Regions from separate parts of the Oryctolagus cuniculus genome. Here region 1 is linked to region 2. A link is a contact called in public Micro-C data. All regions are on one chromosome and are shown on one strand. Each heading gives the region's core, a stretch centred on a gene start, on an enhancer-like site or on the middle of the called end of the contact. The rest is flanking DNA. Distances are from core to core; before and after follow the strand shown. Region 1 has its middle 21 kb from the start of ABCC10. Region 2 holds the start of LRRC73 (leucine rich repeat containing 73).

Region 1 (4,266 bases), core at 1,289-3,788, 100 kb before region 2:
CTCTTCCAGTCCAGCTCTCTGCTGTGGCCCGGGAAGGCAGTGGAGGATGGCCTAAGTCCTTGGGGCCTGCACCCCATGGGAGACCAGGAGGAAGCACCTGGCTCCTGGCTTCGGATCAGCACGGTGTGCTGGCCACAGCGGCCATTGGGGAGTGAACCAATGGAAAAAGGAAGACCTTTCTCTCTGTCTCTCTCTCTCACTGTCCACTCTGCCTGCCAAAAATAAATAAATAAATAAATAAATAAATAAAGCTCCTGGCTCTTGGCTTCAGATCGGCACAGCTCTGGCCATTGTGGCCATCTAGGGTGTGAATCAGCGGATGGAAGACCTCTCTCTCTCTCTCTCTCTCTCTCTTTGTCTCTGCCTCTGTCTCTCTGTGGCTCTGCCCTTCAAATAAATAAATAAATCTTTGGGAAAAAAAAAAAAGAACGTTAACTTCTGAGGCCGTCTGCCACTGCTTGCGACACTAGTATCCCATATCAGAGTGCCAGTTCAAGTTCTGGATGTCCTATTACTGCTCCTGGGAAGGTAGCAGAAGATGGCACAAGTACTTGAGCCCCTGCCATCTACATGGGAGACCTGGATAGAGTTCCAGACTTCCGGCTTCCACCTGGCCCAGCTCTGGCTCTTGTGGCCATTTGGGGAGTAAAGCAGCAGATGGAAGATCTCCCTCCCTCCCTTTCTCTCTCTCCCCCTCTCTCCATTATTCTGCTTTTCAAATAAATAAATAAATACATCTTTTAAAAAATCATTTGAAAGGCAGAGTTACAGAGAGAAAGGGAGAGACAGGAGAGAGAGAGATCTTCCATCCACTGGTTCACTTGCCAAATGGCAGCAACAGCTGGGGCTGTGACAGGCCAAAGCCAGGAGTTTCTTCTGGGTCTCCCATGTGGGTGCAGGGGTCCAAGCATTTAGGCCACCTCCCGCTGCTTTCCTGGGCCATAGCAGAGAGCTGGATCAGAAGTAGAGCAGCCAGGACTAGAACCGGCACCCATATGGGATGCCAGCACTGCAGGTAGCAGCTTTATCTGCTATGCCACGGCGCCGGCCCCAGCCTAATCTAACTGTGCCATGAGTGAAGAGGTGATGACATTGGATGGTGTTTTTGTGATGATCAAGAAAAGCAAACATCTTTAGAATATTTGAGACAGCTTCCTTCAAATTTTTACACTTATTTTCTCCATAATTCCCTATGGTTGGTTTGCACTTCCACAGACAACTGCAATTGCTCTCTCTCTCTTTTTTTTTTTTTTTTTTTTTGACAGGCAGAGTGGGCAGTGAGAGAGAGAGACAGAGAGAAAGGTCTTCCTTTTGCCATTGGTTCACCCTCCAATGGCCACCATGGCTGGCGTGCTGCGGCCGGCACACCGCGCTGATCCGAAGGCAGGAGCCAGGTACTTCTCCTGGTCTCCCATGGGGTGCAGGGCCCAAGCACTTGGGCCATCCTCCACTGCACTCCCTGGCCACAGCAGAGAGCTGGCCTGGAAGAGGGGCAACCGGAAAAGAATCTGGCGCCCCGACCGGGACTGGAACCCGGTGTGCCGGCGCCGCTAGGTGGAGGATTACCCTAGTGAGCCGCGGCGCCGGCCGCAATTGCGCTTAGTGAGGCCACAGAGCACCCCTTTCAATCCAAATACAAAGAGTATGTCTGGAGCAGGTGTGTAACACAGTGGTTAAGATGCTGCTGAGAGCACTGGGCTTCAAGTCCTGGTTCCACATGGGATTCCAGCTTCCTGCTAATGTGCACTCTGGGAAGCGACAGGGCGTGATTCAAGTAGGTGGGTCCCTCCACCCACATGGGAGTCTTGGATTGGGATCCTGGCCCCTGGCTTTGGCCTGGCCTAGACAGGTTGTTGGAGGCATCTGGGGAGTGAGCCAGTGAATGGAAGATCCCTCTCTCTCTCTCTTTTAAACAAAGACCACTTTCACTCTCCCCAGAACTCCCCTAAGTGCTTGGCATCACACCTTCCCTTCCTCAACTGCTCCTCCCAACGTCTTCAAGGCTCTTTCTCACTGCCTGGCCCACTCCTTGATCCCTTGGCTAACCATCCTCCTTCCTTGGTCGAGTGTACACGGACATTGCTTTCTCGACCAGAGGTGATGGAGACTGCTCAGCATCTGAGAGTTGCCACCTTATGAATCTCATCTGACGCAGAGCCCACGTTTCACCATTGAAGCTACGAGCACCAGGGATGTGCTTTCCCAGCCTCCGTCACAGCCAGATGCCGGCACTGGCTTAGGCTCGGCCAGCCAGATGCAGCTATCCTAGATTTGACTCTGGGGTTGCTGATGAAAACGGGCAGAATCGATGGAGGAGTGCTCCTGGTGTCAGTGATTCCAGTTTCCATGGCAACCGTGGGAACCCTGCCTTGATGGTGTCAGTGATGTGAGAATGCAGCATCTAATGGGCAGCACGGCCATCACCAAACCCTATTTGTGGAGTGTTTAGCCCATGGTGACAGCTGTTTAGGCTCTGAGCCTGCTAACCCAGATTTCCTAGTGCTTCTGCGAGCTCCTCAATAACTTATTCAGAATCTTTTTCTATCGCTTGCAGCTGAGAACTCTGATAAATATAGCATTGCAGCAAGCTGCTCCCTGTTCTCTTTCTCTACACTACCTAAAATTACAGCAGTTCTGTGTTTTCTTAACTTCTATCACATTATTAAAGAATTCATGCAACTTGAGGCTGGTGCTGTGGCACAGTGGGTTAATCTTTTGCCTGTATGCCAGCATCCCATATAGGCACTGGCCTGAGTCCCAGCTGCTCCACTTCTGATCCAGCTCTCTGCTAAGGCCTGGGAAAGCAGCAGAAGATGGCCCAAGTCCTTGGGTCCCTGTGCCTATGTGGGAGACCTGGAAGAAGCTCCTGGCTTCAGATCAGCCTAGCTCCAGCCTTTGTGGCTATCTGGGGAGTGAACCAGTGGATGGAAGACCTCTCTCTCTCTCTCTCTCTCTCTCTCTCTCTCTCTAACTCTGCCTCTCAAATAAATAAATAAATAAATCTTTAAAAATATTAAAAAAGGAAGTAGAACTGAATTCAAATCCTTGCTGAGCCACTTGCCAGCTTTGGCATTCTGAGCAAGTTACTTAACTTCATTGAGCCTCCTCTCACCTGTAGGAATGGAGATGATAAAACCTACATTGTTAGATTGTTATTAACGTTAAATAAGACATCAATGGTCATCTCAAAATATGCAGAAAAGGCATTCAGTTAAATTCAACATCTCTTCATGATAGAAACCCTCAAAAATTAGGTACAGAAGGAATGTACTTCAAGACAATAAAGGCTGTATGTGACAAACCACAGCCTACATCACACTGAATGGGCAAAATCTGAAATTACTCAAAGATCGGGAACAGGACAATGATGTTCACTTTTACCACGGTTGTTCAATGCAATGTTGGAAATCTTAGCCAAAGATGCAGCAGTCCCGAGGTCCTGCATAGCCTTGACCTCAGAGTCTGGCCACATCACTGTGTAAGAGAGCAGGGTCCCGGCCTCCACAGGTGCTGGTCCCTGGCAGATGGCCCTTTCCCCCTCTTATCCTGAAAGAATCTCTTCCCAGCTGTAGAAACTCTCATTCTCCCCCCCCCACCCCACCCCCGGCTCCCCACATACTCTTCCATTCAAGGTGATGTTTACACACATGGATTCTCCCAATTCCCAAGCCAACCTGGTCTCAGCAAGCCACATCGTTATCTGGAGGCAGAGAGCAGTAGCAGGGTCGTAGGCGCCCAGACATCTCTGCCACTGGGAATTCTGCTCCGGGAAAGCCTGTCTCTGCATAGCTCAGTGACTTGAGCGGCTCAATGTTTGTTGTCCATGGCAACCACGTTTCCCGACTCTGTTGAGTAAATATTCGCTTACTGGCCACAAGGAGGCGCTAACAGGATGGGGAATAACCTTCAAAGGAAGACCAGAACGTCTGAGCAGCCGAGAAGCTCTGTTCGATACTACATAAAAAATATGCCGTGCAGTTGCACCGGGTCCTCACTCAGTCTTTTATCAGATGCCCATGTGATCATATACTGGTCATTTAACCTTGCTGAGAATGATCGCTTCATCGGCAAAATGGGTACAATAATAAGAAATGAGCCGGCACCTATCCCAGGATGCTTGCTAATATCTCACATCCATGATCTCATTTAATCCTCCCACCAACTCCATGAAAGAGATTATGTTATAAGCCACATTTACAGAGGAGCAAACAATTTGTCTAGATCATACAGGTAAGGAACGGGCCGGGACAAGATTCAAATGCTTGT
Region 2 (4,012 bases), core at 980-3,479:
GGAAAGCAGCAGAGGATGGCCCAAGGGCTTGAGCCCTTGCAAGCATGTGGGAGAGCTGGAAGAAGCTCCTGGCTTTGGACTGGCCCAGCCCCAGGCGTTGTGGCTATTTGGGGAAGTGAGGGGCCCAGCACATGGAAGACCTCTCTCTGTCTCCCCTCTCTATGTCCCTTATTCTCTCTCCACCTCTCTCTCTGTCCCTCCTTCTATATCTTTCTGTAACTCTGCCTTTTAAGTAAATAAATAAATCTTAAAACATGACACTTCTCACCTGAGCTGATTGGTTGGTGAGCCCTGTGCCCTCCAAGTCTAGGACCTCCAGGGTGCGGCTCGAGGCCACAGCTACAGCCAGCATCCCTGCCACGTGGTCCCCTGGGGAGACAGCACACATGCACATACTTACCCGTGTTCATACCCAGGCCTGTGTCGGCCCCTCCTGGAGAGTTTTCCCATTGCCCAAAGCCTTAGCACCCTCCCTCTGGCCAGGAGAGGGCAGCACTGCTACCGGTGCGAGAGGGGGCAAAGCAAGGCCAGCCCAGAGGTGGTGACAGATCCTCCACACAGGACAGCTTCTCTGCCGCCTCCTAGACCCCTGCCTTCCCTCCCCTCTGGTGGAGGTTCCCATGGCAACTCATGGTTCCAGGTCCTTGTAGGGCAAGGGGGCAGTGAAAACCCAAGGGGGCGCTCTTGAGCCTCACCCAGCGGGTTGTAGTCCAGATTGAGGACGCGGACCTGGGAGCTGTGGGCCACGGCAATGGCGAGGCGGCTCCAGCCCTTAGGGGTGATGCCAGGGTTGGCGCTCAGCGTTAGCTCCTTCAGGCCTGGGCAGCAGCAGAACAGGAAGCCAAGATGGGGAGGGTCAGGCCTCTCCCCCACCCCATGTCTCCGGGCGTCCCTGGTGGCGGGGAGACCGCTTACCCCAGCAGACAGAGCTCCAGAGCCAATTAGGACCCATGCCTCCCCTTCCTGTCCCCACCTGGATTCCTGTCTCCACCCTACTCAGCCCCCAGGCCTTCCCCTTCTTGACCCTGAGAGCCTCAGCTCTGGGCCCCGCCCCTCATCCCCGCTGCACTCAGCTTCTCGCCGGGGCCACACCAGCCCAGGCCCTAAGCAGAGCCCTGCTCACCAGACTTGGCCCCGTCTGGAGGGAGGAGGCCACAGATGAGGTTGATGGCTTCATCACCCAGCATGCAGTCCCCCAGGTCCAGAGCCACCAAGGCCGGGTGGAGGGCCAGTGCAGGGTTCAGCAAGGCCAGCCCGGCGTCTGTGAGGGGGCTCCCATGCAGGCTGGGGGTGAGGCGAGAGGGGAGAGTCAGTACGGTCACGAACCCCATCTGTACGGGGAGGGGGCGCCTGGGGGCAGGGAGAGCGCTCAGTCACAGCACCTGAGAGAGGCCTGGGAAGGGAGGATGAACATTCCAGATTCTCAGAAATACAGGTAGAAGGGGAATTTGGTTTCTTTTCTGGGGCAGGAACCGGCGCGATCCAGGACACTGCGCGGGGAGGGGCAGAGAAGGGGCGTGGGCGCGGTGGACTGGAAATCTTTGGTAGGCAGAAGGTCGGGGCGGGCTGCGGGCTCCACCGGGGTGTACCTGCTATACCTTCTAGGGGAATGCGAGTGATTAGGTGGGGAGGGATGACGTGCCCTGCGTCCCATCCCGTGTGGACGGTCCGGGGACAAGGCGCGTGCTTGGAGGGCTTCGGGGAGGCAAGGACAGAGGGAAAGGGGTGTGCGCAGGTGTGCGGAGGCACGGGAGGTGGCGGGGGAGTGGGTGGAAGGGGCCGGTGCTCGGGACCTCCTTGCGAGGGGGCGCACTCACAAGAGGGACTGGATGGAGCGGTTGGTCCGCAGCGCCTCTGCCAGCTGCTTGATGCGGCTGGGGCTGGACACGACGCCCAGGTTAAGGTTGAGCTGCGCCAGGGACGTGGCCCCAGCCAGCGCCCGGCAGATGCGGCCGAAGTCGCGGTCGCAGAGGCGGCAGCCGCGCAGGGAGAGCAGGCGCACGGCGTTGTCGCGCAGGCCGCGGCAGATGTCTCGCACCTCGGCGCCCGACAGAGGTTCCCCCGAAATCTGAATGGAGCTGGGCAGCATCGTGCCCAAGGCCAGGCCGGCGGAGCCCGGGCCGGGGCTGGGGCCGGCGGCGCCTCGGCGAGCCCGGGACCGGGGTCGGGGTCGCGGCCCCGGCTAGGGTCGCGGCCGGAGCTGGGCAGGAGGCCGAGGCAGAGGCTGCGGCGGCGGCTGCGGCGGGGGCGGAGGCTGTGGCGGCGGCGGAGGTGGAGAAGAGCGCCGGGGCCGCGGCCGGAGCCCAAGCCTGCCGGGGTGCGGAGGCGCCGAGATCGCAGACCAGGTTGAGGCCGAGCGGCGCCGGGGCTGCAGCGGACCGTGCTTGTCCGTGTCTGGGCTGCGGGTGGGAGCACGCGATCCCGCTTGTCCTCGTCCCTCGCCGGTGCGGCGGCCGCTCACGCGCGTCGGCTTGGCACGTGAAGGACCGGTCCTCCCTCGTAGGCAGAACCCGCTTCTTGCCTCTCTCTGGCTCGGCTCCCCCTGCCGCCCCAGGGGCCCGGCCCCACGACTCGCAGGACGGCCAGGAGCTGGCAGGCCGGCGGCGGCGGGCTGCAGCTCCAGCCTCAGCCCCTGCGCCGGAGCAGGCGGCGGGTTCCCATGGCAACGGCCGCGTCACCACGCACGCCCCGCCCCTGCGTGGCTGAGGGGGGCCCACGAGGTGCGCGCGCGCGCGCGGCGTGCGTGGTCCGGACAGGTGCCCGGGCGTGGGGACGCTGCGCCCCCGGGCGTAGGGACATGCTGCAGCTGGGGAGACTGGAGCAGGACGCGCGGCGGCGGGGCGGGCCTGAGGGGGGGGGTGGAGGCACGTCGTGTGGAGGTGGCGTGTGACAGTCGCCGGTTCTTTGCCTGTTCTCGGGTTGCCCCCCATTTCTAAGGTCCAGACCCCTGACCTTAGAATCCTTCCCACCTCCCTCGTCTCCGAGGCCCCGCCCCCTGTGACGGGAGGCGCAGCGTGCGCGGGGATTCCGCTCGCGAGGGCTTCCCCGCCTGCTGCTGGACAACATGGCAGCCTCGCAGAGGCTCCGGGGTGACCGCTGGGCTGAGGGGCCTGAGCTGCCAGGAATACGGGGCCCGCGCCCTCCACTCGCCAGGGTCCCTGGGCGATGAGGCTCAGGTGGATGCGGTCTGCCTCACCGCAGGGCATTGCCGACACCCCGGGGGCCAGGCTCAGAGACCCGAGCAGCCGTAGGTTCCTTGTGAAGTGGACTGAAGCATAGCTCAGAGATTATGTCCACTGGCCACAGCAGCAGAGGCCTCATTTGTAAAACACAGGGCAAATACAGTACACCTCGGTTAGGTTCCCTGAGTGGGAGGGAAAGAAGCTGCTGACCACACCTCCAGAGTAATGAGGGTTTTTTTTTTTTTTTTTAATTTTATTCGAAAGGTAGAATGAGAGGGAGACACAGAGACAGGAATCGTCCATCCCCTGGTTCATTTCCCAAATGCCTGCAACAGTCAGCGGGTGGGCCAGGAGTCAGGAACCCCACCCTGGTCTCCCATGGGGTGGCAGGGGCCCAAGCACTCGGGCCATCTTCCACAGCCTTCTGATTTTTTTTTTTAAGATTATTTATTTATATGAAAGGCAGAGTTAGAGAGGCAGAGGCAGAGAGAGAGAGAGAGAGAGAGAGAGGTCTGCCATCCACTGGTTCACTCCCCAAATGGCTGCAACAGCAAGAGCTGAGCCAATCTGAAGCCAGGAGCCAGGAGCTTCTTCCAGGTCTCCCATGTGGGTGCAGCGGCACAAGGACTTGGGCCATCCTCTACTGCTTTCCCAGGCCATAGCAGAGAGCTGGATTGGAACTGGAGCAGCCAGGACTCAAACTGACACCCGTATGGGATGCCAGCACTGCAGGCACTGGCTTCACCCACTACATCACAGTGCCGACCCCTTCTGATATTCTGAGGCGCGTTAGCTGCATCGGAGGCAGAGCAGACAGGATTCAAACTCCA

The links. A called contact is a pair of places that touch in the nucleus more often than the background predicts.
Region 1: a Micro-C map of ear pinna shows a contact between it and region 2, with 6 times the contacts expected there. The contact joins the enhancer-like site here to the promoter of LRRC73 in region 2. A contact is called at or near these places in 3 of 6 Hi-C or Micro-C datasets (ear pinna, embryonic fibroblasts and an unstated tissue).

Annotation. Positions count from the first base shown.
Region 1 is chr5:126,657,088-126,661,353 of mOryCun1.1, reverse strand. No RefSeq gene overlaps it. Among named protein-coding and RNA genes, the nearest start is that of ABCC10, 21 kb to the right of the region's middle. Within about 2 kb of position 2,538, at least 2 of the 8 cell types and tissues checked have an H3K27ac peak or open chromatin away from gene starts, as enhancers often do.
Region 2 is chr5:126,557,340-126,561,351 of mOryCun1.1, reverse strand. It overlaps LRRC73 (leucine rich repeat containing 73), which reads right to left and starts at 2,229. Exons shown (of 6, transcript XM_002714432.5): 1 at 1,818-2,229; 2 at 1,124-1,284; 3 at 696-818; 4 at 269-369. The coding sequence starts at 2,089.